Regions from separate parts of the Sus scrofa genome. Here region 2 is linked to region 1. The links are chromatin contacts, called in public HiChIP or PLAC-seq maps. All regions are on one chromosome and are shown on one strand. The core of a region is the stretch at or near the end of the contact, and the rest is flanking DNA. Distances in the headings are between cores, read along the strand shown.

Region 1 (4,735 bases), core at 1,504-4,003:
CATTTGTAGAACTTTTAATGAAATCTAAGAAAATGTTTAAGATGCTTCTGGAGAGAAAAAAGGTAACTGCTCAAAAGATCCAGAAGATCTAGGCTTCTCTCTTGCCTGGGTATATAATTTTTTTCGTGTCGTGTATTTAGAAGAAAAAAAGACCACATACTTACGCAATGATTTAAATTTAAAACCGTTCTGTATTTTGGAATAAGTCTGAAATATGACAGTGACCAAAGTTAATTTGAAAAATTTAAAGCTTTTGTCTCAATCTAAGTGTATAAGTTACCCCTTCTTTAACCTGGGCAATACTGAAAATACTTGCTTTCTCTACAATTCAGTATAAAGTGATTTAGGGAATAATGTCCCAATCAACAAGATCTTAGGCTTTGTCTGTCTACACATTTATCATTCTTCCCTGTCATATAGATTTGCGTATCTTCAAGATAAAAACATTTGGTCTGCCGCCATCCCAAGATTAGGTTTCTTTAAATGACTTAAGACACTATTAGGCCAAGTCAATAAGTATTTTAATGTAATAATTTTGTTTTTGCCCCAACTCTCCTCAGTATAACGGGGGGGGGGGGGGGGGGCGGGGGGGCGGGGGGCGGGACTGGGACTATACTATGGCTGTAACTTTCTCAACCACATAGATGCAAAGTTATAATTTTAAGGGGAAAAAGCCTGAGTTAGATCCTTACACATTTTAGGTTTTCATTAACTTACCAATGTAGTTTTATTGGAGGCCATTTTTTATTGCAGACTTGAAGAGCTATTACTAAAAAAATGCATAACAGTTAAAGAAGTTTGCAAAGACACAAAAAAAGGTAGCTAAACACAAGTTTTGTTTGGATTCCAACCCCCACCTAGTAGCTCATATTATCAGACATATATAATATGGATATTATACCAATCCATAAACAATCAGATTTAAGCTTCTGTAAATTAGTAATACACGCCTCAGAGTATATATATTAGTGTTGTAACCAAGTACCCAGAGAACCTTACTAGGGTCATTGGTACCCGAGAAAGAGTCATATAGGATTAAAAAAAGAAAAATTTTTTTTCCTAATCCAAATCCCATTTACAACCACATTCAGCAAATAGATACTGACTCAGAATCAACTGCTCAAACGATCACCATAATAAATTACTGTGAATTTTTTCTCTAGACCTCTTAACAGTCCAGAGCCGCCTAGGTAATCCCAACTTGGTTTCTTTTTAGAAACTCTCCCTTTTTCCAATCACTAGTTAAATAAACTAAGAGAAAAAAACACCCCAAAATGCTCCAATCCCATTTCGTGCCACTTCTGAAAACAAATCACCTCTTTCCGGACGTTCAGCCGCTGCCCTTAAGCCCCAGCCCCACCCGGCTTAATAAGGCCTTCGAGCCCGGCCCCCGCCCCCCACACGCGAGCGCGGGCCGCATGGTCAGCGCATCCGCGGGGAGAAACAAAGGCCGCGGCGCGGGGGCTCAAGGGCACTGCGCCACGGGGCCCGCGCCTCCCCGACCCGAAGGCGGCCTCGTAACGGAGCGCCCGCCGCTGCCTCCGGACTTCGGGCCGCACGGATGCGGGAGAATGCACAGCCCTCCCTGGAGGCCCGAGTCGCCGACCGAGTCCGGGAGAGGGAGGAGGACCCCTCATGTAGCTCCGGGATGGGGGAGGGGAGGAAGAAACGCGCTTTGTCTACAAATAAGGCAGCTGTCGCCACAGTTCTCAACCTCATAACGAGCAGTCTCGTCCCCTCGACCAACTAGAGACACCGGCCCAGCACCAGGCCCACCGCGGGGTCTCCATTCGCCTGTTTCCTTCCCGCCAGCTCCGACTCGGGGTCGGGCCGGGAAGGATGGGAAGCGGGGAACTGGGGGGAGGGTCTCTGGGGCGCAAGTGGTATCTGAAGCAAGACCACGGAGTGAAAGGTAGGGGAAAATAAAGACACCGACTTCACCGCCTCAGAGCTGCTCCGGGTCCCAGGTCTGCGGCGTCCTCGGCCCTGCGCGCCTCTAGCTCCAGCCACATCCGAGGGGGAGGGGGCTGGGGAGCTGCGCGCGGGGCCGCGCCGCTGGGGGTGGGGGGGGTGCGGGGTGGCACCGCCCACGCCAGGCGGCCGCTAGGGGCGGGGGTGAGCGCGCGCCCCGCGGGGGGGAGGGGCCGCGCGCCGCGCTTTGCCCGCCGGGAGCCCGAGCCCGAGCCCGAGCCGAAGGGTGGGTGGGGGAAGGAGGGGGTGGTGACACCGGCACTCACCGTTCGGGGCGTAGCGGCTGGTGGTCCCCAAAGGGGAGGGAAAGAGAGGGAGGAGCGGGGACTGTGACCGGAGTCTCCTCGGCGGAGGCGTTCCTGCTTTGCAGCAGCTGCACTGGCGCCAAAACAGGACTCCGCCCACTTCCTAGTCCCTGGGGTTGGGTGCCTCCAAATGCTGGTGGTGGGTGTAAAACTTGGGTGGGAGGACTCAATTAGGAACTAAGAGTTAGATTACCCTGTCCAAAGACCTCCTGAACCCGAGAGGTTGACCCCAAAAGCGTTGTCCAAGGTTAGGTAGGTGAGGCGTGAAATGTAACTTGTTGACCACAAGTCGCTTCGGGTGTTTCCGGAAGAGGCCGAGTCTGTCCTCAATTCAGGGAGGAGGAGGGAAAGCGCTGTAGAGAAGGCTACAAAGATTTTTTTTTTTAGAGACGGGGGGCGGTGGGTATTGGGATTATCAAAGCGTTGCTCTAAGGACCACCTTCCGGGTTGAGGGGCTGGACCTGAAAGCTGAGGATTAAGCTCCTCCCCACAGTGTTAATTTCAAACTGCGCGACCGTTTCTCACCTGCCCTGCGCTAAAGCTGGGCGGGGGGCGGGGACTGGACTTAATTCCGAGAGAGAAATACGCAGGGCTCGAGCCTTCCGCAATTCACAGAGCCCTTTTACGCAAGTGACGTCAAGCACCACTGTTGGCTGCGAGGAGGGAGGGGCACGTACTTGGCGCAAGGAGGTCGTAGAGCGTTCCCGCCATTGGCGGCGGTTAGGGCGTTTACGCAACGGCCTGACGTAGGGCAGGACGCGTTAGTCGGGGGGAAGGTTCTAGAAAAGCGGCGGCAGCGGCTCTAGCGGCAGTAGCAGCAGCGCCGGGTCCCGAGTGGAGGTGCTCTTAGCGGTGTTGTTTCTCGAGCAGCGGCAGTTCTCACTACAGCGCCAGGACGAGTCCGGTTCGTGTTCGTCCGCGGAGATCTCTCTCATCTCGCTCGGCTGCGGGAAATCGGGCTGAAGCGACTGAGTCCGCGATGGAGGTAACGGGTTTGAAATCAATGAGTTGTTGGAAAGGGCATGGCGAGGCCGTTGGCGCCTTATTGGAAGTCGGCCACCCGCCTCCGTGGGAGAGCGGCAGCGAAATTGGGCCACTTCAGAAGCGGTTGGTCTCGGGGTACTTTTGAAGGGGGGTCGTTAGCGGAGGCCTGATCGTTCCGCACCTTCCCCACCCTCAGGCTCCCGGCGCCATTTCCCTTTGCTGGGGGTGGGGGATGGGGAACTTCCACATGGCGGACGCAAGCCGACTTCGGTGGAAGTGGGGCGCGGAGGCGGGAATTCTTACTCCCTTTTTACAGCACGCTGGTTTGGGGACCCTGGCGTCCGCGCGTTGGAGCGTTTCGGCGGGCTGCGGGTCCTCGCGGGCGAGGCTGCGGCTTCCCCTCCCCCCCTCGCGGGAACCGGATTTGGCGGCCGCCATTTTCGTTTCTCCTCTTTCTCGCAGCGTTTTCCTTGTAACTCTCTAAATTCAGCTAGTTTGAGTCTTTTATCAAAGAGTAGAGGTGGTTCGCCGGTTTTTTCTCCTTTTCGGGCCGTTTTCATGCCGTTTCGAGGTGGATTCTGAGGGTTTGGGAGCCTGGATCTTTAAAGTCCTGCGCACCTCATTAGAGGCTCGCTGCCTTCCCCTCGATGAAATGGCGCCATTGCGTTCAGGCGCCGCACCGCAGGGCGGGGGGAGGGGCGGCGGTCGCTCGGCTTCGGAGGTAAAACGATCTAGGGTGTCGGGCCCGGGTTTGAGGCGAGCCATACGTAGTACAAAGAAAACGTTCTGTTTTTCAGCCCTTGTTCCTTTGCGTAGCGGTTTTAGCTGGGTTTGCGGCGATTAGGAAGGCGGTTACATGGCAGGAAGCTTTAGAAATGAAAAACCGAAATTCGGAGCCATCAGGGTCCTGTAGGTTATGCGGGAGGTCGTGGGGAAGGTGGTCTTCGGGGGTTGGGGGGGGGCGGTGTGCCGAAGGTTCCGAATCCTTTTAATTTCCTGAAGGCTTCCCTTATGAGGAATTGTAGAAATTACTCGGCTTTTAAGTAAGATTTTTACTGGGAAATTTTTTACGTGGTAAGCTAGAAATTAAGATGAAAGTGCAATAAAAATGATTTTAGTTGTGCTCTGCTTAAAACGTGGCTCAGCCCTTCAGTACGTGTATTGCTGTATACCGAACTGTTTTAGGCTGGGCTACTATGTATTTGAACTTTGTCACTTGCTTTTCTCATTTATGTTTGCAATCATGGTTGATAACATTGATAAGCTTAAGGTCTGAAGCGAAGGGGGTCTACCTGGGTATTTTCTTTGACCCTAAGCACGCTTATAAAATAACTTTGTTTGTAATCAATAGTGGACAGCGGGTAAGTTTGGAAATGAGGTAAGTAATGAGTTTTTCCCTTTTGTTAGTGATATGTAAAAAATTTGTAGATGTGTTTTTAATTAGATTTATTTGGGTTTAAGGAGCATTTATTGAA
Region 2 (4,735 bases), core at 1,437-3,936, 90 kb after region 1:
TGAACTGAATTAGAATTTTAAGGGGAATTTTGAGATCTTCTGAATAATTATTGAAAGTTCTTGAGGCTTTATTTCCATTAGGATCAGTCTCTTCCTAACACGTTTCTTTGTATGTAGACAAGTGTTTTTAAGTGATAAAATAGGAATCAATGAGTTTGGCTTAGTGGTCAGGATGTAAGAAAGTGTCACCATAGAAACCTGAATCTTGCCGGGAACAGTTTGCCTGGGGCGGGTTTTGAGTTTTTGGCACTCGACAGTCAGAGCTTGTGGATGAGAAGGTGTTTCTGTCTCATGAGGGTCATGCTTACTGAAAAGAGTTACAGCAGGACTGGGCTTTGACAAGGGGGAAAGCATTTCCTGAAGCTCCATGTCGATATATTAAAAGTGAGACTCCAATTTGTTGAGGGAGAAAAACCTCAGCAATTATTATTTTATTTAATTTAAAAATGCATATTTTTTGGGGGGGGGGGGAGGCATCCCAGGATGGGAGTAATAGAACCTCTTAATGAACTGAGCTTTGGGAATATCCGAAATGACAAATTGCTTCCATCATGAGATTAAATTCTTTTTCAGTATCTCTTCTAGTACAGGGACTTTCAGAAGAAGGTGTTCCATCTGCCCAAGCTGGGCTTATTTAATTATTAACAATAGGTGGTGCCTTCAGAAACTTTTGCTTCCAGTACGCAGAATTTAAACTTTTATCCTTGGGATAAATCTACTTTCCTTAAGCTGCTTCTGTCAGTTGTAGCACAGTCTGCCACTAAGTAGGATGGATGGTAACGACTCAAGCGGAGGGGAGCATCTTCTTTAGTATAAGAATGTATAAGATTGACTAGAAATGGTACATGAGACTTGAATGCTGATTTTTTAAAGGAGATAGACACTAACTCGTATTTTTTATTTAAAAATTAAGGAGAAAGGAAGTTCTTTACTTTTAGACAAAAGTGTGTTGGGATCTCTGGGGACAAGTTAAGAAAGGGTTTTCTTTAATTGGATCAGAAATTTAGCGGCTGAGAACAGAGGGAGTGCCATTCATTTAGGAAAAACAGAGACATCTGCTGGTGGATTGGCAGATTTACTTTCCCAGATGCTCCAAAGGCCCCTGAAGGGGTGATATTTGCAAGATGGGGACAAATCTGTCACAGTTTATGTTGTCTGTTTTTAAAGAGCTATTGTATAATCACGGAGTAAGAATGTTCAATAAAAGGGAAGAAAACTTACACATACAGTTTACCGCGCTATGTCGCTTTGTTAAAACTCTCTCTTGACCATTCTCAGATTAGAGCGCCAGAAGTCTTTCAGAAAAGGTGTGTTTTTGTTTTTTCTGTTTTCGGACGCCTTTTAATCTGCAGCCTGCAATGAAAGGCCCCGAAGGGAGCAGTGTTAGGAGATGCGACCCTGACTTCTGGTCCGGCCAGCAGACATCCTGATGTGCGCGGCTTTGGGCGTGGGTGGTGTCTGGCTGGCATCTGAAATCTCAGTGTGTTGCGTTCCACAGGGACCAAGCAGTACTCACTTCTAGGACTGTCATGGGGATGAAATGAGGTCTTGGGATGCAAAGATGGTCAGGAAAGGCCCCCAGGGCTCTCCTAGGCACAGCTGCCATCTTTAAGCTGGCCTCCAAGCTCAGAGATAAACTGCTCTCCATCTACCCCCTTTTTTTTTTCTGCTGTTCTAAAGTATAGTTGACTTACAATGTCGGGCCAATTTCTGCTGTAGAACAAAGTTACTCAGTCATACACACATATTCGTTTTTTGTATTATTTTCCATCATGGTCCCAAAAGAATGGATATGGTTCCCTATGCTATATAGCAGGACTTCATTGCTTACCCATTCCAAATGTAACAGTTTGCATCTACTAACCCCAGATTCCCAGTCCCTCCCACTCCCTTCTTCCTCCCCCTTGGCAACCACACGTCTGTTCTCTATGTCTGTGAGTCTGATTCTGTTTTATACATAGGTTCACTTATGTCACTATTTTTTTAAATTTTTAACTTTTTAAAATGGCTGTACCAGCAACATAGGGAAGTTCCCGGGCCGGGGTTTGAATCTGACCTACACCACAGCTGCAGCCGTGCTGGATCCTTTAACCCACTGTGCTGGGCTGGGGATCGACCCCTCACCTCCTCAGCGACCTACTGTCGTCTGATTCTTAACCCACTGCACCACAGCGGGAACTCCTGTGAATATTCTAGATTCCACATGTAAGTGACACTGTATGGTGTTTGTCTTTCTCTTTCTGTCTTACGTCACTGCTACTCTTAACTCCCGGCACAAACACAGTGTAAGCTCAGAGCCAACTAACTGTAAACAGAATCCGTCACCTCCAACTACCTCTGCTCTCACATGGCTCTGGACCCATTCAGAGCAGTCATTCCTGATAAGAAGCTGAGACATCTCTTTGCTGCCAGAGCCTGTCCATGTCACTAAGAGTATAACAAGCTCAGGAATCAGGACCCTGGCTTTTTCCTCTTTAGAATGGGGACAGTGGCCTCCCCTGCCAGGACTGCTGCGACCTGCAACAAGATGAGCTCTCAGGTTCTTAGCCCTGGGCCTCGCCAACAAGAGGACTCAGCATGGTTTTTTTTTTTAATAACACGGTCTCACCCATACATCTCCTTTTCTCCATTTCTACTGCCTCCAGGCCTGGATTAATTCAGCCGGGCATACGGATCTCCAGGCATTCAAGCTGCTGCCCCGTTTGGATCTTCTTACAGGGTGTGGCCATGCTAATGTCCTGTATGCTTAGTTCTAGCTGGGCTGTTTCCTACTCAAGAAAATTGACTCAGAGTTCTCCTGCGGCCCAGCGGATTAAGGATCCAGCATTGTCACTGCAGTGGTTTGGGTTGCTACTGTGGCACCGGTTCAAGCCCTGGCCTGGAAACTTCTGCAGGCCTCAGGTGTGACCAAAAAAGAAAGAAAGAAAATAGTCTGGCTTCTTAAATAATCAGCCAGATGTTCTTGCCTGGATGTAAGTCCTTTATGACCTGACTCCACCTGCTATTCTCCACTTGCTTCTCACTAACCCCTGACACACAGACTCCATCTCAAGCAGGAAGCCCCACTGAGCATCCCCTCTTTTTTTTTTTTTGCTTTTCTGGGGCCGCCCCCACAGCATATGGAGGTTCCCAAGCTAGGGGTCTAATCGGAGCTACAGCTGCCGGCCTACGCCAGAGCCACAGCAACGCCTGATCCTTAACCCACTGAGCAAGGCCAGGGATCGAACCCGCAACCTCATGGTTCCTAGTTGGATTCGTTAGCCACTGAGCCACGATGGGAACTCTGAGCATCCCCTCTTTATTCCTGTCCCTATGCCTTCATTTACGCCATTTCCCTTATCCCTAATGCCTCCCTCTCTCACCTCTCACTCTTTTAAGATGCAGCTCAAATCTCACCTCTACCACAAGCGTTCCTCCAGTGCTGCAGCCTATAATGATTTTTCCAAAGGGCTAACTCCTGTTGCCCTAACAATCCCAAATTCCTATTGCACTAAGAAATCCTATCTAGTAGCCGTAAGTCAGAATGTACTTGTTCTCAAAATTTTACAACGAGTTCTGTGAAACAAGGGCCTGTGTTCATTCACCTCTCTGGGCCTCTTTTTCCTCTTCTGCAAAATGATAGTTCTGTCTCACAGGATTGTTGTCATAATTAACTTCGTATGTAAAACAAAGGCCCAGGACCTAGAAAGGGTTCAGAAAGTGTTAGCTATTAGTACTGTCCTGGGCATATAAAGAAGGGATCCGCGCAGCGTGTTTGATTTTCAGCCTGTTTCACCAAGAAGCCATCAGGTGCTGGACTCGGACCCTTCAAGGCCATCTGACCCAGCGTCGTGTACTGACATCGTGTATACTGACAAGTATTTACTGCAGCCTGCCATGCTCCCGGTACAAACTGTCCTGTCAGGGCTGGTATTAGCTTTATCTTTACTTATGCGGCCGGCTAGCCATTCACACCGAGGATGAACCGTGTAAGTCCAACGTATGCATCAAAGAGGATCTGAGTTCAAGTTCAAGTCGTGGCTCCATCCACGTGGTCCAGCACAAAAAATTTACCACATCTGACCTTTAGTTCCTCTACTCTAAAATTAACTCTAGGAGTTCCCGTCATGGCGCAGTGGTTAACGAATCCGACTAGGAACCATGAGGTTGTGGGTTCGATCCCTGGCCTTGCTCAGTGGGTTAACGATCTGGCATTGCCATAAGCTGTGGTGTAGGCTGCAGACGTAGCTCGGATCCCTCGTTGCTGTGGCTCTGGCATAGGCCGGCAGCTACAGTTCCAAATTACACCCCTGGCCTGGGAACCTCCATATGCTGCGGGAGCGGCCCTGGAAAAGGCAAAAAAAAAAAAAAAAAAAAAAAAAAATTAATTCTAAAGTCTATTTCTCTATTTTACTAGCTGTCAAAAGAACCAGCTATGGTTTAAGCCACATATTAGTCAAGCCAACAGTGGCCCTCTCTCTGCTCTTGCTCATGTCAGCCCTCGATATGTGATCTCCTTGTCCTGACCTGACACTCCGCTTGTTCTGTGACTGCCAGTTACTCCACCTGCTACTATTTAAGAAAGGGCCTCCCAGGAACTCCCTGACCTCATTCATATCACTATCTTATTATCTTTTTTTTTTTTTTTGTAGATGAATAGAGGAAATCTGATCATGCTCCAGAAATGTTATGGGAGATGAAGGGATGCGTGTGCCTTTAGCCATTTGTCATCTCCCTCTCCCATCCCATTTTCCTG

What was found. HiChIP or PLAC-seq counts read pairs in DNA pulled down with a chosen protein or histone mark.
Region 2: a contact with region 1 is called in an H3K27ac HiChIP or PLAC-seq map of skeletal muscle. The contact joins the enhancer-like site here to the promoter of CBX3 in region 1. A contact is called at or near these places in 1 of 5 promoter capture datasets (liver), 4 of 47 Hi-C or Micro-C datasets (embryonic fibroblasts, fetal heart ventricle, fetal skeletal muscle and 1 more) and 1 of 2 datasets of contacts at active chromatin or transcription factors (skeletal muscle).

The regions. Positions count from the first base shown.
Region 1 is chr18:46,202,361-46,207,095 of Sscrofa11.1, forward strand. CBX3 (chromobox protein homolog 3) reads right to left here and starts at 2,754. Exons shown (of 5, transcript XM_021078986.1): 1 at 2,238-2,754. HNRNPA2B1 (heterogeneous nuclear ribonucleoproteins A2/B1) reads left to right here and starts at 2,804. Exons shown (of 13, transcript XR_002340389.1): 1 at 2,804-3,261.
Region 2 is chr18:46,292,400-46,297,134 of Sscrofa11.1, forward strand. LOC110257554 (a long non-coding RNA gene) reads right to left here. Exons shown (of 4, transcript XR_002340331.1): 4 at 475-1,353. Among named protein-coding and RNA genes, the nearest start is that of NFE2L3, 44 kb to the left of the region's middle. Within about 2 kb of position 2,687, at least 2 of the 83 cell types and tissues checked have an H3K27ac peak or open chromatin away from gene starts, as enhancers often do. A contact at or near this core is called in skeletal muscle, where this site is marked.